Regions from separate parts of the Mus musculus genome. Here region 2 is linked to region 1. The links are chromatin contacts, called in public Hi-C maps. All regions are on one chromosome and are shown on one strand. Each heading gives the region's core, a stretch centred on a gene start, on an enhancer-like site or on the middle of the called end of the contact. The rest is flanking DNA. Distances are from core to core; before and after follow the strand shown. Region 1 overlaps Pld5 (phospholipase D family, member 5). Region 2 holds the start of Pld5 (phospholipase D family, member 5).

What was found. Hi-C and Micro-C count contacts between places; a contact is called where the count stands out from the background.
Region 2: a contact with region 1 is called in a Hi-C map of uterus, with 3 times the contacts expected there. The contact joins the promoter of Pld5 here to the enhancer-like site in region 1. A contact is called at or near these places in 1 of 39 promoter capture datasets (stem cell-derived epiblast-like cells), 5 of 484 Hi-C or Micro-C datasets (cardiomyocytes, cerebral cortex, embryonic stem cells and 2 more), 1 of 115 datasets of contacts at active chromatin or transcription factors (embryonic stem cells) and 2 of 9 other capture datasets (adipose tissue and liver).

What each region holds. Positions count from the first base shown.
Region 1 is chr1:176,222,376-176,225,075 of GRCm38.p6, forward strand. The region is part of intron 1 of Pld5 (phospholipase D family, member 5); the gene reads right to left. Among named protein-coding and RNA genes, the nearest start is that of Gm46173, 17 kb to the left of the region's middle. Within about 2 kb of position 1,271, at least 13 of the 459 cell types and tissues checked have an H3K27ac peak or open chromatin away from gene starts, as enhancers often do. A contact at or near this core is called in uterus, where this site is marked.
Region 2 is chr1:176,273,801-176,276,636 of GRCm38.p6, forward strand. Pld5 (phospholipase D family, member 5) reads right to left here and starts at 1,512. Exons shown (of 10, transcript NM_176916.4): 1 at 886-1,512. The coding sequence starts at 1,074.

The DNA.
Region 1 (2,700 bases), core at 21-2,520:
GTAAGGTTCTGAGTCTGAGCAACGCATACCACACACACACACACACACACACACACACACACAAACACACACACACACCACACACACACACACACACACGTAGAAAAATCTGTCATTAAGGAATTTGTGGGTGAGCCCTGAGAAAATAGGCTAAATGAAGGACTTCAGGCACAGAGAGACAAATACCGTATGGTCCCACTTATTTATGGACTCTGAAGGAGTCAAACTCATAAAAGTAAGATTAGCAGTCATCTTAAGAAGGATGGAGATAATGGGAAGCACACGAGTAACAGAGCTAAAAGACAAAGGGTATACAGGTTCACTTAGGAGGAGTGGAGTGAGCCTTAGAGACTCACTGCACAGCTCAGCCACTACTAACTCGACTAACACAGATTGCAAACACGCAAAAAGAGTATATTTTAAATATACTGCCATAAAAGTAAGTATAAGGATATTAATAAAGAAATTGATTTATTTATCTGTTTAGAGGGGAGGGGGTCTTGCCATGCTGCCTAGGTTGAACATAAATTCCCAGGCTCAAGCCATCCTCCTGTCCCAGTTCTGAGGAAAGAGTAACAGAGATTCCAAGCATGAATCCCAGGACTCTGGTGATGGGTTTAGTCTATCCACACTTTTAATTTACTCATTTAACAGTAAAAACAGGTAACAGGTATCTTGCTGCATTCCATAAGTATGTGCAATTATCATTTTCTAACTAAAAATAATATTTTTAAATCAAATATTTTTAACTGCCGGAACATTCTTTGCCCTTCTAAGACAAACAAAACAAAACAATAACAAAAAACAAGGTCTCCCTCTTAGACTTCCCATGGAAATCTCCTTTATTGATAACATACGTCAATTGCCAGTTACCACATCCATCTCTTATCATGTAAGGATCCTGCAGAGTTGTGGGTCCAAATATAATGTCTTTTGTTGATCATAAACTCGCCCTCAGAAATGGCCAAGCTGCGACTAAGTCGGCCCACTCTGAAGTTAGCATGAGTGCCCACCAGGTGGCGTGCGTGCACGGGCGTCGCTGTCTGTCCTCGGGAATATGGGCTCCCAAGCGTCCCAGGAAACCTGTTTTGTAAACATCCCCTGTAGCTGAGTTCACAAGCTATTACAGTCTAAGTGTGACTAGGCCACTGCTACTGAAGTTCAGAATTCCCCGGAAAGCCCCTTTCCACACTTCCTGAAAGCCCCTTCTCAGGAGTACCCCCATATTTCATAGCATCATGATATGTAGGCAGCGTTAAATGTGGATTTATTTCGAAACAACAACAACAAGAAAACTGAAACCCTCCGTATCTGTCTGTACTCATTTCTTCCTCTAACATTCTACGGCAAAACACAGGTTGCATTGCCAAGAGTTATAAAATTAGAGAGGAAACGAAAATCTGTTATTTTCAAAACAAGGTCTTTTAACTTAGCCAAAGAATTTTGAGTTTCAAAACAAGGCTCGTTCCCAAATGGTAGAGTTTTTACTAATTCACTGCTTTACGCACTTGTAGACTCTAACTTCACCAAATTTTGAATACATTCATTTTCAGCTATGCCAGCAACTGCCGGATAACCCAGCACTGTGCTTAGATGAACCCATCCTAGGTTATATAACACGCTCATGACATTCTGGCCGGGACGGCAAATTCTGTTGACTTCCTCACTGCAAAAGCGACAGAGCCCTGTAGAGAAAGAAAGTCAAGTAGCATAGCGATGTGGACAATGAAGTGTAGCGTTCCCCTTTTCCCTTACTTCCTGTCCGGCTTGGCTTCCTCAATTATTTAAGTAGCTTCCTGCTGCTTTCATGCCCACACTTGGAGACCTTTAAATATAATTTTATTTTTATTTTACTAAATGAAACGTCACCATACAAACTGTTCCAGAACAGCCCTTTCTATCCCTAGCATTTTATGGTAGAATCACGTGTGCCTCTGAAGGTCACTTGGATACCATTTAAAAAACAAAACAAAACAAAAAAACCCCCAAAAACTAACATTCCTGCAACATCCACTGTCCTTGAAGGTTTGGTACCCACAATGGTGTTCAACTGGAGGTGCTGTGGTAGACCTTTCTGAGGTAGGGTCTTATAGGTGCTGTTTGGTTGAGGGGTTGTGCCCTCAGAAGGTGGTGAACCCTGATTCTTCTCTCTGTGCCTCAGCTGTAGGAACCAAGGTTACCCCACACTCACCAAGAACAAACCTATGGGGTTGCCTAATCTTGAGCTTTGATACCCCCAAAATTGAGATTAAAGCCTAGCTCGCTGTGCTTTCAAAGGGGGTGTGCACCAGGCTTTTTACTCTAGTGGCAGAAAGCCATCCGGTGGAGAATTACCAGACTAAGAATAATACAGCGAGCGCCTCCCTATTGACAGCTGTGGAGACGATGTTTATAAAGTGGCCACACCTGGAGATTAACCACCACTGTAACAAGGTTCACAACCGCTGGTAATATAATGCAAAAGGATTACAACAGCACACTCTAATGAAAGGTGTTTTAAACTCAGGGGTTGTTTATTTGTGGAATTTGCTACTTGATATTTTGTTACTGCGGTTGGTTGCAGTTCACAAAATCTACTGAGTGTGAAACCCCGGGTAAGGGGAGATCATAAACCTTCTGTTAGGCTACCACGTACCTGCCTCTGAAGGTCTAGTTCAACCTCACTCACAGGAACCCTGTAAGGCAACGCTGCTTATTCTT
Region 2 (2,836 bases), core at 262-2,761, 52 kb after region 1:
CTTTTATCATTATTGATGTGACCCAAACACCAGGAAACCGTCACATACCAGTTTGGATTCTGCAGGTCTGCTGAGGTTAACAGCAGTTCTCACCTACTGCTGGTCCACCGACGTTGAGGTTTTTAGTTTCGTTTTAACATTTGGTTAAGGGGGTATTGACTGGTCAGATTTTTAAGTAGGGATTCCCAAAAGTCCTTGTTGAAAGACTTGCTTTCTTTCTAGAATGGTTAGTCTTAAGGACTCAGCCCCAGAGCCAAAGACCCAAGTCCTCACTGGAGAGAGAAGGGGTGTGGAGGTGGTTCGGATATCCATATCTCCTGGGTCTCACCGTTCAGGGTGCAGATTGCCTGGGACCTCTGGTCTGTCCTTAGTGCAAAGTCTCTCTCCACTTGGGCTCAGGTGGAGAGACTACCTAAAAACTCCTGCTAGCATCACAGTACACACTGCCAAAAACTCTGGTTCATCAGCGACAACTTTATTGCAGTGTTTTTGTAGTTTCTGCACTAAGTAAAACAGCTTCAAAGAACCAGGTGACCATCCCACTGAAACCCTTCTTGTGCAAAGCCTACTCCCTATAATCAGCCACTCTTCTCACAGGTAACCCAAGAACACCATGCACATAACCCTACAGGGAACAGCCAATCAGGAGATCTCTAGGATGCTGGGACTGGGGTACCTGAAGCAAACCTTTCTTTTCTCCATGCAGTTGAGTCATTAAGGTAAAAAGTGCAGGAGATGCCTCAGGGTTGGCAAACTACACAAGCATCCTGGCCCTGAGGGCGGGGTGCCCGCTGGAGTCCCCACTAGGGTGTCTACACCCTTAGTGCTTCCATCGACCACCTAGCCGCCCCCCAGTGCTCCCGGGAGGGAGCGAGTGGTCCTTACGTGTTCCAGTTTATCTTTCCTTCGGAGCCAGACGCTGGCGCTGTAGTCCTGCTGCTTGACACTGCTGTAGAAGTTCGCGCCCACTCGGGTCAGGCTGGGCGAGGGTTCCTTGGGGCGGCTTTTCAACCTCATCTGCTCGAAGCCCTCGTGGGGGGAGGCCGAGAGCCACTCGTGCTGCCGGATCTCCATCCTGACATGACCAGGCGGCTGCCCGACGCGCAACCCACTCGGGATAGGAGCAAGGAGCCGCCAGAGAGCGAGAGGCCAGGCGGGCGGTGAGATGGAGCTGAAGGAGAGAGAGGGGTGCACAGGGTGCCGATCGCCCTCGGAGAACACGGGGTGCTGATCTTCCAAGGGGTGTGCAGCGCGCTGGCTAGAGGCACTGGAGCGGGGACACGGGAAGAGGGACAGAGGCGGGAGGGTGTCGCAGGGTAGAGGATGGGAGAAGGGGTGGGGGAGGGAGCGGATGGGGGGACTGGACAAAGGGAGACCGGGAAGGAGTGGATGCCTGCTCCCGAGTGGCAGAAGTCAGGGTGCAGCGGAGGTGGCCGCGACGTCGCCTGCCGCTGCGGTCCCGAGCGGGAGCTCCGCTCGAGGCTGCTCCGCACCAACTGGAACCCGGGCCCCGAGGCGGGCGGGCAGCGGGGGTGGGGTGCGGTGGGAGGGGCCCAGCGGCCGAGCGGGAGCCCGCAGGTTGATGCAGTGAGCAGCCGCCCGGAGGCGAGCTCATAGTCCGGCCGCCGCCCTCTGCGCGCGCCTCTCTCCAGCCAGCCTGCCTGCCTCGCCCTGCCCTAGCCCTAGCCCTCGCCTGCGCGGGTTCTCGCCGGCAAACCACCGAGCGGCTGGTGAAGTGAGCGCGGTCCGCGCGCGATTGCGGGCAAGACTCGGGAGGAAGATGCTCCAGGAAGCCTCCACCTCCGCTCCGCACAGCTCCAGTTCCTTCTGACTCCGCTATCTATCCTTGTTCTGAAAGTTCACTAACTTCCCATCTCGGGCGCCCAGGCATCTCATCCCTCGGGACGTGAACAAGGGTGTCCCTAGAAAATGGCTTAGAGGACAGACATATATTTTTGTGAAGTACTTCATCGGAGGATGCCGCGATGCAATGCATGCCTCTCCACTAACCAGGGTAGCCCTCTCCTGTCCACCTTGTAGGATCTGTCACTTTTTGGCTCTCAGGGTCCCGAAGCTGTCTGGACTTGATACTTCAGTAGAGGCCATCCAGCGACAGCCTACATCTAATATTTGGATTTTGTTCCTTATTTGTGTGTGGCTGACTCCTGTACGGTTCTTTCTGCAGCTTCCAGGCTCACAAGGGCTTTGACACCAAGCCTATTCTAAGACAACCAAGCCTGAGGATTAGAGTGGCAGTTAATAACTGAATCTTAAATTCCTTATTGTTCATTCTCCCTTTTAGTCGATGGCTGAAAATATCTTTTTGGTTTGTTGTTTTAATCAGAAAAATGAAACTTAACTATTACTAACAACTGCAAGGTCCGAGTTTAAAAGCCTGGAAAGTCCATGTAAATTTGAGAACCACCCCGAGGGTTGGAAAAATCTGCAGGGGTTAAAATTATGTAGCCCTTGTCAATGCCTCCACACATCCCAGCCAACTCCTAACATTCTTACTCAGATATTGGTTTCAAAGAAAGACATTCCAAATTGGAATCTGTCAAACTCGTGAAGATAAATGTCTATTCAGAATGGCCGGAGAGGGCTATACCAGGAGGTAGAGTCCAGACTTTGTATGACCAAGTCCTGGCTCACACAGTCTCTCCAAATGTTATGCAAAAAAAAATAATGGCTGAAATAGAATCCCGTGGGCAGACCATGTGAGGAAGAAGCAACTGAATGCAAATAGACAATTTTCAGTCTTAAAGTCTAAGCTACGGGGCAGAGTGACCTATGGGTTGTAGTTAAACCTCACAGCTAATTCTGCAAGATAAATGTT